Linked DNA regions of Mus musculus: region 1 is linked to region 2. A link is a contact called in public HiChIP or PLAC-seq data. All regions are on one chromosome and are shown on one strand. The core of a region is the stretch at or near the end of the contact, and the rest is flanking DNA. Distances in the headings are between cores, read along the strand shown.

Evidence for each region. HiChIP or PLAC-seq counts read pairs in DNA pulled down with a chosen protein or histone mark.
Region 1: a contact with region 2 is called in an H3K27ac HiChIP or PLAC-seq map of regulatory T cells, with 6 times the contacts expected there. The contact joins two enhancer-like sites. A contact is called at or near these places in 1 of 15 datasets of contacts at CTCF or cohesin (CD8 T cells), 5 of 484 Hi-C or Micro-C datasets (the N1E-115 cell line, Th2 cells, bone marrow-derived macrophages and 2 more), 14 of 115 datasets of contacts at active chromatin or transcription factors (CD8 T cells, T-cell acute lymphoblastic leukemia, bone marrow-derived macrophages and 10 more) and 2 of 9 other capture datasets (adipose tissue and liver).

Annotation. Positions count from the first base shown.
Region 1 is chr13:52,964,336-52,970,864 of GRCm38.p6, reverse strand. It overlaps Nfil3 (nuclear factor, interleukin 3, regulated), which reads left to right. Exons shown (of 2, transcript NM_017373.3): 2 at 1,844-3,656. The coding sequence starts at 1,999. The coding sequence ends at 3,387. It overlaps Gm40950 (a long non-coding RNA gene), which reads right to left. Exons shown (of 3, transcript XR_873402.3): 3 at 3,677-3,928. Among named protein-coding and RNA genes, the nearest start is that of Gm40950, 13 kb to the right of the region's middle. Within about 2 kb of position 1,819, at least 8 of the 459 cell types and tissues checked have an H3K27ac peak or open chromatin away from gene starts, as enhancers often do. A contact at or near this core is called in regulatory T cells, where this site is marked.
Region 2 is chr13:52,790,180-52,796,673 of GRCm38.p6, reverse strand. No RefSeq gene overlaps it. Among named protein-coding and RNA genes, the nearest start is that of Gm33315, 36 kb to the left of the region's middle. Within about 2 kb of position 3,628, at least 71 of the 459 cell types and tissues checked have an H3K27ac peak or open chromatin away from gene starts, as enhancers often do. A contact at or near this core is called in regulatory T cells, where this site is marked.

The sequences.
Region 1 (6,529 bases), core at 570-3,069, 180 kb before region 2:
GGAGCATGCCCTGTACTGTGTGGAGGGATGTGTTTCCAGGTTGGTTGGTTGGTTGGTTGGTTTTTCAAGACAGGATAGCCTTTGTGTAGTAGCCTTGGCTGCCCCGCAAAGAGATTGTATTTTTGATTAGAGGTTGACAAGCTGTCTTTTGGTCTGCAATGTCTCCATCCTTGAAGTGGTGTCTGACGGGGTGTCGTTGTCAGAAAGCACGCTGTCAGTGGCCCTTGGGCTTCATTTGAGTTGGGGAGCTGCTCCCTGTGGTGGTGGCCCAATTGGATGGGCAGAACCTTGTATGACCTTGACATTCTTGGGACTGGGGAAAAGACAGAAAATGCAAGCAGGCTTCGATGAGTGAGAGCAGAGATGGCTTAGCCGTTGAGGTATCTGGCACACACACATGGAGACCTGATCTCCATACCCATTTATTTAAAAGAGGCTGGATATCATGGTTCACAGTTGGCAGTTGAGGAGATGGAGAGATGGAGACAGGAAGGTCCCATGGCTCACTGGCCGGCCAGCCTAGCCTATGAGGCAAATTTTGGGCCATGAGAGAGACTACTCTATGTCAAAAGGCAAGGTGACAGAGCCTAAGGAAGGACACCTCAGAGAGTAATGATGTGTGTGGGCTGTGTGTACCTTTGCTTTATGGAGGCACTATGGGATCCAAAAGCGCCAGGAAAGGATTTATTGTCTTGTGGCAAAGCCTAGAGTAGAACGCTTACTTAGCACTCTCCTGGGTTCCACCCTCAGCGTGCACATGGGTACACACACACATGCACACACTCGCTCACACACACACACACACACACACACACACTCGCGAGCACAAAGTGAAACCCATTTCATATTATAAATATACTCGGAGTGAAAAACAGTTGATGATTCTATTTTTCGGTTCTTATATTTTATTTGAAACTAATTAGTAAGATCGAAAGAAGGTCTTTCCATAATTATATTCTCTGGTTTTGAAGTAATCTTAACTTTCAAGAGAGCTGTGTTTTAAAAAAAAAAAAAGTCCCCTTGAATAGTAACTGTTTTAGTGCAAAAGGACTAAATAACTGAAGTCTATTATGCTGAATTTTAGGACCCCCATAAAGCACTGTGGCTGTCAATCCTGAAAGTCTGGCCGGTAAGCCTGAAAGGCCTTGCATTTTGAATTTTATAAGTGCAAGTACTTCCTATAAGGGTAGCAGCTTAATGGTAAGGCCAGAGGAATTCCCAGGGCAGACTGGGGAGCACCAGGCCCTCAGAGGTGGGACAGCAGGTTAACAGCCAAGTTCTTGTATGCACTTCCTTGGCAGAGCCAAGTTACCTATTGTCATTTTGAAGCAGGGCAGCACTCGTGTTCTGGTCACCATTGTAGGGCTGTCTGTCATTTCCTCCCTGTGATAAATCACCCTGTATGATCCTGCACTTGCCCTTTATCTCTGTTAAACACAGCTTTCCTCTATCTGACCCAGAGCAGAGGAGAGGGCAGGAGGAAGGGAGGGATGGATGGATAGATGGATGGATGGATGGATGGATGGATGGATGGATGGATGGATGGATGCATAGGACTAGACGAAAGGATTGCATGGGTCCAAGTCTGGGTAGGTGGAGGGAGGGTGGGATGAAGGGATGAATGACAGCACTCCTCTCTCTGCTGGACCACATAGTCCAAGGCAAAGAGGTTCTTTGCCACTGAAGTAGAAGGGTTTGTGTATTTACATCTTTTTCCCCCGTTTAAAGAAAAGACCTGAGCTGTTTTGTACCAGTACCCGCTGACTGCTCAGCACAGCACCCCCTTTTACAGCTGCTAGCACACAGCTGCCCAAGGGACTCACTGTGATCTACTTTATTGCAGATAACCCATGAAAGGCTCCTGACAGATTTACCCTGTGCCGGACAACAGAAGGACCCATTGATGGATGAGAGGCTGAAGTCCTTAAGACCTGAAAGAAGACTGGGGAAGTGATTTGTCTCCTCCATCCGGTCTGTAGGACGAGGAGGTCCTTTCTGATGCAGCTGAGAAAAATGCAGACCATCAAAAAGGAGCCCGCACCCCTAGATCCTACCAGCAGCTCAGACAAGATGCTGCTGCTGAACTCTGCCTTAGCTGAGGTGGCCGAGGACCTAGCCTCAGGTGAAGATTTGCTCCTGAACGAAGGGAGCATGGGGAAAAACAAATCCTCGGCGTGTCGGAGAAAACGGGAATTCATTCCGGACGAGAAGAAAGACGCCATGTATTGGGAGAAACGGCGGAAAAACAACGAAGCTGCCAAAAGATCTCGGGAGAAGCGCCGCCTCAATGACCTGGTTTTGGAGAACAAGCTGATCGCCCTGGGAGAAGAAAATGCCACTTTAAAAGCTGAGCTGCTCTCCCTGAAATTAAAGTTTGGTTTAATTAGCTCCACGGCGTATGCCCAAGAAATCCAGAAACTCAGTAATTCCACAGCTGTCTACTTTCAGGACTACCAGACATCCAAGGCTGCCGTGAGCTCTTTTGTGGACGAGCATGAGCCTGCGATGGTAGCCGGAAGTTGCATCTCAGTCATCAAGCACTCTCCCCAGAGCTCGCTCTCCGATGTGTCAGAGGTGTCCTCGGTGGAGCACACTCAGGAAAGCCCCGCACAGGGAGGCTGCCGGAGCCCTGAGAACAAGTTCCCTGTGATCAAGCAGGAGCCCGTGGAGTTGGAGAGCTTTGCCAGGGAGGCCAGGGAGGAGCGGGGCACGTATTCCACCTCCATCTACCAGAGCTACATGGGAAGCTCTTTCTCCACTTACTCCCACTCCCCACCCCTCTTGCAGGTCCATGGGTCCACTAGCAACTCCCCAAGAACCTCAGAGGCCGATGAGGGTGTAGTGGGCAAGTCTTCTGATGGGGAAGACGAACAACAGGTCCCTAAGGGCCCCATCCATTCTCCAGTGGAGCTGCAACGGGTCCACGCCACGGTGGTGAAGGTTCCGGAAGTGAACCCTTCTGCCTTACCGCACAAGCTTCGGATTAAAGCCAAGGCCATGCAGGTCAAAGTGGAGGCTTTGGACAGCGAGTTTGAAGGCATGCAGAAACTCTCTTCACCCGCCGATGCGATCGCCAAAAGACATTTTGACCTGGAGAAACATGGAACCTCGGGTATGGCCCATTCCTCCCTCCCTCCTTTCTCAGTGCAGGTGACGAACATTCAAGATTGGTCCCTCAAATCGGAACACTGGCATCACAAAGAACTGAGCAGCAAAACTCAGAGTAGCTTCAAAACAGGTGTGGTGGAAGTCAAAGACGGTGGCTATAAGGTTTCCGAAGCTGAGAATTTGTATTTGAAGCAGGGAATAGCAAACTTATCTGCAGAGGTGGTCTCGCTCAAGAGATTCATAGCCACACAACCGATCTCGGCTTCGGACTCCAGGTAAATGGCTGCTGACCGAGCTATGCATGGAGGAGGAGGCTGTTGGTACCATACTGAATTTCCACTGGACCTCTAAAGTCATTTCACTGTAGTGTGCACAACGGCGTCTGTCTGGGTGTCCTTGTGTGCACGCGCTGAAGACTTGATGCCCTCACTCTGCCTGGCGTGTAGTCAGATAGCCCCCCACAGAGGCTGTACATACTGAACGTTATTTTTGCTCTATTATAAAGTGTGTATGTTGCCAGTTTCAATAAAGGATTGGTGGCAAGCACAGCTCCGGCTCTGTTCCACTTGATCGGATGGGAAAAGCAAAGGCCACTGGGGTTTCTTAAGGTAGAAGCTGAGGAGATGGATGCCTCAGTTGGGGTAAGGCACCTCCCAAACTACCGGGAGGATCCGGTTTCCCTAGCGTGCATATAAAAAGCCAGGTGTACCAGCACACACACCTGTATCTTCAGAGAAGGGAGACTAGTCGGGGACACAGCATACAGGAAGATCCCTCCGGCTCCAGCCTATCCTTCAAGTCTTCAAGTTCAGTGAAAGGCCTGAATCAAAAAATAAGGTGGAAATTGATTAAGGAAGACACTGGACATCGATTTTTGACCTAACACACACACAAGGTACAAGCAGGCTATCTTAGTTAGGGTTTGTTTTTGGTTTTTTGCAATGAACACCATGACCAATGCAAGTCTTAAAAAGGACATTTAATTGGGGCTGGCTTACAGGTTCATTATCATCAAGACAGGAGCATGGCGGCATCCAGGCAGGCATGGCGCAGGCAGAGCTGAGTGTTCTACATCTTCATCTGAAGGCTGTTAGGAGAATACTGGCTTACAGGCAGCTAGGATGAGGGTCTTAAAGCCCACACCCACAGTGACACACCTACCCCAACAAGGCCACACTTTCAAATAGTCTCACTCTCTGGGCAAACCATCACAACACAGGCATTCTACATTTTACTTACTGTGGAGTAGTTGCTTCCCCAGAATGAGAGAAAACTGATCCCCGCCCACCCACACACGCACCAATAATCATGTTTACAAACCTAACGAGAAGCATAGCAAGGGCCTGGGACACTTGCCCATGGAGCCCAGGGGAGCGAGGCAAGGGTAGAGACGGTGAGCGCCCCTGGACTGGGGGACTGGATTATTTAATTATTCTCCATTAGTGGGGTTTTCTTGGGTCTGAGTTTTCTCTAATGTTCTTTGATGGAGACTCCAAGCGGTTTGGTGTCCGGCCTCTCCTTAGTCACCTCCATTTTAAGTGTGACACATACTGCAGTGTTTGAGTCACTGACCCACTTTACTGGATGAAAGACCAGTTTTAAAAGTAGATTAAAAAAAAAAAAATAGGAGGGAGGACATTTATTTTTGGTTTTGGCCTTTTTTTTTTTCTCTTAACATTACTCTAAAGCTTAACAGCTATAGAATGTAACCATACAGGGACAATGTAAACCAGTTAAATGTCATTAAAGGAATTTCTGAGGCCCTACCAGTTACCACATACAATATCCAGTATATTTAATGACTTGTTAAAAGACTCAGTTGTGGCATAGCTCAAGGTATAGTTCAGTGGCAGAGCATTTGCCTAGCATGTGTGGGGCCCTAGGCTCCATCCCACCACCTCTCAGGAGGGAGAAAAGATCTGTGAATGAGAAATATTCTGAGTTTCCACATCCAGTCCAGCCCAGTGCTTCTAGCCTCTCTATCTTTTGGATATTAGAATTTAAAACACACAGGTATAGAAAGCATAATCCCAGCCAGCTGGAGAGCAGACCACACCTGGTTATTTGTCCAGAATTCTCTGCTGTCCCAAGAAGCAAGTGTCACGAGCCCCATGTGCTCCTAGGTGTGGGTGGTTGGTGTCCTGTGTCTCTCTAGTGGAGTGGGTGGGGTGGTAGACAACATTCCTGGTAGGTCACTCGTTGCCCAAGCTCTGTCTCCATACTGATCTTTCTGTGCTGGGTATGGGGGGAATATTGCACTGATGCAACCTTGCTCTTACCTGTGCCCATGTCAACCCCAGCACCTGGAGGGAAAGCAGGTGGACAGTGTGATCGCTTTGAGACTTTCAGAGTCTCCACATCCAGGAGTGCTTCTTCTAGCTATGTTTTCAGCATCTTCATATTTAACACAAAGGTGCTTTGTGTTTTAGAGTGTTCCTTAAATACCAGCACACATAAGCACACATAAGCACACATACACTGGCCTACTTTGGTCTTTTAGCTATGGTCTTCACTTTCATCCAGGTTTTTCCAGCTAGAGAAATGTATGTCTTGGTAAGGTCTTCTACCTTTCTCAAATCTTGTTACAGACTGAGTTGAGGCCTGAGACAGTTGACAGGCACCCACAAACACTGGGAAGCAGAGAAGCAGGCTCACAGACAAAACAGAGTCAAAATACTTCAACAGCCCAGAATGGACAGGATGGATCACAACATGAGCTGTTTGTACAGTAGACATAGCATGTAGGGTTTTCCTACATGGTAAGAGGTATCCGGGGCTGGGCTCATAGCATGCCAGTGGAGTACTAAACTCAAACGTACAAGGCCTTGGATCCAATCCTCAGCACCACACAATGAAAGTCACAGTAAGGGGGAAAAAAATCAAACAGTTGCATGGAGGGGAGTGGGATTCCTTGAAGCTTGTGTGAGTTAGAGCCCTGGGAAATAGGAGGTTGTATCTGTGTTGACACATGCAAACACTTGTCCCCTGTCTCTGCAAAAGCAGCCAGAGGCACAGCAGAAAGCAGTCTCCGGCCATACTACCTTGGACACACCCAATCTCATCTGATCCCAGAAGCTAAGCAGTGTTAGGCCTGGTTAGGACTTGGATGGAGAACATTCTCTAGGATCTGGAGGGATGGCTCAGAACGGTTAAGTGTTTTTGCTTAACTGTTCTTCCAGAGGACTCCAGTTTGGTTCTCAACACTCATGTTGGGCTGTTCACAACCACCTGGAACTCAAGAGACATAACATTCTTTTAGCTCAGACACCTACACACACATGGTGGGCACACACACACACATTCATAAATACCAAAACATGATGGTTCCTGACAAGGTGTGGGCAGGGAGCATCAAGAGTGACAAACGTTAACAAAAGTACTAGTCAATTATCCAGAGAGATGACGAGCTGACACTCGGGTA
Region 2 (6,494 bases), core at 2,379-4,878:
CATGGCTCCAACTCTGTTGCTGTATCTAGGAGCATGGGGGGGGGGGTACTTTCCTCTATGGTCTCTGAAATTCTGAGAAGTTTCTGGAAGGTGTGACAAGGATTCTGACTCAGGCTTGCTCTGTGGCCAGGCCAGGGAAGAACAGGAAGAGTTGGGCCTTGTGCTAAGGAAGGTAAGGACCCTGATGTTAACAGGAAGGGGGCTTGATGGAAAGGAATCATCAAACCCACAAGAAGCACGCTTTATTTAACAAGTTCTTGTGTAAAGCGTTCTCTGTTGAGGGCCTCCGCTTGGACAATTTATAGCCATGTGCTCCTAAATTCCTCATCATTTTCCTTATTGATTTTATTCATAGAGGCTCTGTCTCTGCCCATGGTAAAGTAGATTCAATGTTAGGTCTCTTGGTCTGAGGCTTGCTTAGTGTACATAGAGCACCCTTCCCAAGGGTATGTACAAAGCACGGCAGTGGTTCTCAGCCTTCCTAATGTTAGGATCCTTTAATACAGTTCTTCATGATGTGGTGACCCCCACCCCAACCGTAAAGTTATTTTTGCTGCTACTTCATAACTCTAATTTTGCTATTTTATGAACCATAATGTAAATATTTGTGTTTGCCCATGGTTTTAGATAACGCCAGTGAAGGGTCCTTTGAGCCCCAAAGGGATCATGACGCTCGGGTTGAGAGCCCCTGGTGTAAGCAAGCAGTTCTTCTTATCCTCCGTGGTCCTGTGCTATGCCCATGTTCTTGGGGCAACAGAAGGTTGGGGAAGGAGACACAGTGTGGAGAGAAGCCTGCTTGCAGGGTCCCAGAGACATGTGGCAGAGAGTGGATGGAAAAGGAAGGTCAAGGCTTGAGGAAGTAGTAGAGATGTGATCTCACAGGGGTGGACATGAGCAGAGGAGAGCTGAGTAATTCTGACATAGTCTTTGCTGAGCTGATGAATATCCCTAGGACGTAGGGGTCGGCACAGAGTCTACAAAAATGGGCTGATTCTTTCCACCATGGCGCAGTCACCTCATCACTCACGGGATGTTTATACTCAGTGTGGCATGAGAACTTGTGGAACAGCGCTAATGGCTTAGTAAGCAGTTCAAAATGGGTAGGCACACTTCAGGGGCATGTCCATGTCCTGCCTGGCCTATCCTCTCTAGAACTATATTTTGTCTTCTTCTAGTTCACTCTTTGGAGACAACCTCATGGTCACAAGAATTAAGGGTGCCTCCCATATCACTGTTGCATGTTGGACTTCCTCTGAGGGAGAGGATACTGACTGAGACACTGTGTGTTATTCCTACATTCTGATCAGAGGACGGGAGACTTCCCTCCCACTCAGAGATTCTGAGCATAGGGAAGTGTTCTCAGCTCCTGTCAAAGGGAACCCTTTCGTGGTTTGGACTTCCAGCCAGGTCCTGTCTCAGCTTATCTTTGTGTTGTATAGAGTCTTTGAACCAGTGCAGGTGACAAGAGTTCCAGGTTCTCTGAAACACCCCGCTCTAGGCCGAATGTGACTCTCTCAAATGGGCATGCTTATGTGTGGTAGGTATCTGTGTTCATCAAGTGGTTTTGTTTATCACTGAAACTGAAGCCCATTGGCTGGACTATCTGGCAATGAGCCCCAGGGGTCTCTCTGCTTCTGACTCTCCAGTGCTGAGATTACAGACCTAGCCTGCCCCACCTGGCTTTTTACAACAGTGCTGTGGCTCCAAACTCCAGCACTCATGCTTAGTGGGCGAGCCCTTCACCTACTTCCCAGCCCACGTATGCTGAGATCTCAGCCCTGGCATTAGGAAGCAGAGCTTTACCACATGGCTCAACAAACAGTAAGAACACCGGCTGCTCTTGCAGAGGTCCTGAGTTCAAATCCCAGCAACCACATGGTGGCTCACAACCATCTGGAATGGGGTCTGATATCCTCCTCTGGTATTCAGGTGCATACATAAAAATCAAGAGATGTGAGAGGCCATAATGGTGCACCTCATGAATGGGGTTTGTGATTTCTTATGAAAGAGATCTCAGAGAGATGCCTCTTTCCCCAGCACCTGGGTGGTGGTTAGGGTGGGGACACAGTGGGAAAGAACATCATGGAGTCAGGGAGTGGCCTGACTAACCCTAACCCTAACCCTTCCCAACATGGACTCTTCTAGCTCCTTGACCTGGGCCCTTCTCAGCTTCCGAGAAGGAAGCAATACACCACGGATGCTCACAAAGCCCTCCAGCTTACGCCACTCTGGTACAGGAGCCCAAACAGAGCAAGCTCCACCCTCTTCAGGTTTCTTCATATCACCAGCTGTGCCAGGCTGATGCCAAATCAGACTCACTGGCAAACTCCTTATTATAAAGTTTTCAGTCCTATTAAACCAGCAAAGTCCCTTTTGTTCACCGTTTAATATGACATACATCTTCAGGTTCCAGGCACTAGGGCACAGATGGGCACCTTGGTTGGGGGAAAAAGACCCCTTGATGGAGGAAAGCCGTCCCTCTCCCAGCCTCTGCAGGAATGTCCATGACATGGGGGATGAGGCCATGTTGCTGTACCAGAGGGAATGTAAGTAATTTGTCCAGATTTTTACTGTCCCAGAGGAATGAAATAGTTGGTGGTTTCCCAGTGAGAAAACCACTAAGCTGCTGCCCTTGATACACGGTGCTCCACACAGTTAGAACATGGAAAGATTTTCATGACGGCACCTTTCCTTAAAGACACCCCGGGAATCTAGAGCCAGATACTGCTGATCTGAAAGACACTCAGGTGGCCTTTCAGCTTCACAAAGGCTGAGAAGTTCCCACCTTGGGGGCGAGGGGGGGATTGTAGCATCCTCTTCTATTAGTGGTAAGAGTCACTAAAAAGGCCAAACCCACAGAGCACAGTGCGGTCACGGTGCTGCAGAGAGGAAGGGGACAGTCAAGGTGAAGGAAACAGAAGTCTGTGGTTGAAAGCAGTTTCAGTATGACTGACGGCATTTCTCCGGAAAAACTAAGTTGTTGTGCTTCAGTGTAGCCGGACAGTGTCAGAAACCAGATGAGTGTACAGTTAGGGACCCCTGCCACTGGGCATGTGCGTGTGTGTGTGTGTGCATGTGCGTGTGTGTGTATGTGTGTGCGTTCACGTGCACACCGTGTGTGCATGCGTGCTTGCATGCATGTTGGGGAGTAGGTCCTAGTTATCCCCTTTATAAAGCATTCCTGAGTGTAGAGGCTTAAGGCTGCCATGTTTCACTGTCCAGCTCTGTGGGTGACCTAGGCTAGCAGAGTGCTCTATTGGACTTCCAAGGCCCATTGACTGGTAAATGACAGCAGGCCTCCCTGAAGCACCTGTCCCCAGGAGTGAGGTGTGAAACAGGGTGGTGGTCCTTGCAGCTGCCAGGGCCTTTCTCTCAGGTAGATGGACTTTTAAAATGAGAAAGTATCAAGTTTCTATAAAGGTTAAAGACTTCAAACTTTGTAAACCATTGCAGTCTCTACCAGACGCTTCCAACTCCACCCTTGACACACAGAGGTAGCCACTGAGCAAAGAGATGTGGTTATGTTGAAAGAAAACCTATTTACAAAAACAGATAGTGGGCTGGACACAGCTCAGGACTATAATTTGCCTCCCTCACTCTTCTAGGCTGGCTCAGGTTAAGAACAGTCAGCCCACACACCCAGGCCAGGCCCAGATCACTTGTCAGAGTGCAGGTTTGAGTGAGCCACAGAGGTTTGTGATGTAGCTTAGTTGGCAGAATGCTTGCCTGGCAATGCACGAAGCCCAGAGTCCATTCCCTGCACTGCATGTGGCGGTGTATGCCTGTCATTCCAGCAACTGGGAAGTGGACGAAGGAAGGTTAGAAGTTCAGGGGCATTCTTGGGTATGTAACAAATTTGAGGCCAGCCTGGGCTACATAAGGCTTTCTGCTGGTTCAGCCTCCCTGCAAGGCCCTCTGTCCCCAGAGGGTCCAGAACCTTCTATCAATAAACATCACAGCCAGCAGTTTTGTACTAAAGATTCTGACTTCTGATTGGCTGGATCCGGAGTCTGACATCACGGACAGCAACCAATCAGGGTCTTCCTTGTACCTTGTACCCTGTGTCCTGCTTTTCCAGGAAACTAACTAAAATAAGAGTTCTGCTGCTTCTTTAAATTTCCACTCTTTGTCAGTCTATGAAGTCAGCCCACTCTGCATGGCAATAAATGCCGCTCTGTATAGAATTTAGAATCAGAGCACATTGGATGACCGCTGTGTCCGTTATTTGCATCTGCTTCCGGTTTCGGGGCCTCTCTCTCTCTCTCTCAATCTCTCTCTCTCTCTCTCAGAGATTCTGTACCTCGTCGGAAGGTTTCTTAAATGTGTTCTTGGCTTCCTTGTTTCATTCCTACATGGTGGTGGTCAGGATGGTTGCTCTGGGAGCTTACTGCCCTTTAAGGCTCTGTGAGTGGATGATAGAAAGGGACCTTGCAGCTCAGAGAGCAAGCACACCTCTGTCTTTTTTTATTTATTATTATTATTTATTATTTATTATTATTTGTAGGCTTCGATTTTTTTTCAAAACCTACTTTTAATAACAGTTCTAAAATGCTCTAACCTCCCTTTTAGCCCACCACCCACCATAGGTAGTAGAAAAGAAAGGTTATTAGGATACGGGGGAAGTGGACCTGTTTAGAAATAGTCCTTTGGAGCAAATCCAATCTGCATCGTCAGGAAATAATCGGTTCAGTTCACAGGCATCAGGAGTGGCAAGAAGCTGCTAGAGCACCTCCGGAAGGTTTTTTTTTTTTTTTTTTTTTTTTTTCTCTCTCTATAGAGTCACAACATGGAGCTCAGCAACAAAACATAAGGCGAACCAATACACACGTGTCTAGCGAAGGGCTCTTCATCAAGCTCCCTGCCACATGCTTGCTGTAGCAAAACATCCTTTCACCTGTGTCTGTTTCAGCAAAATGTTTCTTCATGTGTCTGCTTCAGCAAACCATCTTTTCGTCTGTGTCTGCTTCAGCAAAAGATCATTTGACATAGCTGGCTTTCCAAAGAAACCAGAAGTTTCCACAATAATAATAATAATAGTAATAATAATAAGTGGTGAAATTTGACCCAAGATGCCTTTTCTCCCTGCACTGATTCCATGGCTGGGCTAAGGCTAGGAGAGCGGTTCTCCAGAATGGGTGGTGATCTCTCCCTGGCTCTCAGGGTCTGTTATAGGAGGGTACATTTTTAGGACATAGGGTACAGAATTTCAATGGGAGAAGAATAACAGGTCTTCAATATAGGAGCTGCCCTTCCCACCTGACCTAGGAACCCTAACCTGCTCCTTTCCCCATCAGACTCAGCCCAGAAGGTGGTCTATTCTTAGGTTCACTTGGACTAAGACAGGGTGGGGCTGGGGGAGACATTGGGTCTGAGTGGTTGTGGAAACAGCTCGGGCTTTTCTGCAGTAGATGTGTTTGAACTCCCAAAGGGGTTGGGAGCCACAGGTTGAGAACCGTGGCTCTATTGACCTTCCTCCCTACATACTCTGTAGATCTGACCCATCCTCTGGTGGTTTGTGCCAGGAACTGCAGTGTGTGCTGGCACTTTCATGTTTCCCAGTGCAGAATTTCTGGTCTAAAACATTGCCAAGTGGCAGGGGCTTTTCTATTAAGTCAGGATATACCGCCAAGGACACTGCACTGACACAGTCTGAGTGGCTTGAGCTAATAGGTGTTTTTTCCCCTGTCACACTGTAAAGCCACAACATTGTTAAGGAGACTTTGTTCACCGGGACAGCCCCTGACTGGGTCACAGTGTTAATGGACCGGCTGCTGATGTGGTGCTGTCATGCTCAGCAGTCAGTGGGATGGAGCACTAAGGAAGACTGCCTTCTGCCTGGAAGCAGTCCGTTAGCCGCATGGCTCAGCCAGTCAGAACAGATTCATAAGTGTAGCCATTGGTGCTCTGTGCTCACTGGTTCAGGAAGGGCTGGTTGGTACAAATGAGATCCTAATGCTCAGATGTCTCGCAGAGACCGGTTGAGCAAAGGTTTGCTCTAAGGAGATGTGCTGTTTGGAGGTGCTGGAATCTTTAGGAAGTAGGACCCAGCAGAAGGTCTCCTTTGGCCACCAATGGAGTGTCCTTGAACGGGATTGTGGGGACTGGCCTCCTCCTCCTCCTCTCCCTCCTCTCCCTCCTCCTCCTCTCCCTCCTCCTCCCCGTCCTCCTCTCCCTCCTCCTCCTCCTCTCTCTCCTCCTCTCCCTCCTTCTCCTCCTTTTCCTTTTCTTCCTCCTCCTCCTCTTTTTCTGTACCTCCTCCTCTTCCTTCTTGTCTCCCACCTCCCTGTTCCTCTCTTCCTCTCTTCACTCTTTAAGCAATGTCTCACCTCAACCCTGTCCACTGGGGTTCCCGATGCACTGCTGAGCCCCTGACACTGCAGTTTGTTGTGCTCCTTTACCTGTCGTTGTCGTGACCTCACCAACATAGATAACACACAACCTGCCCATTTACAGTGTACAACTCTGTAGTTTCTGGTATGTTCAGAGGTTTGTGT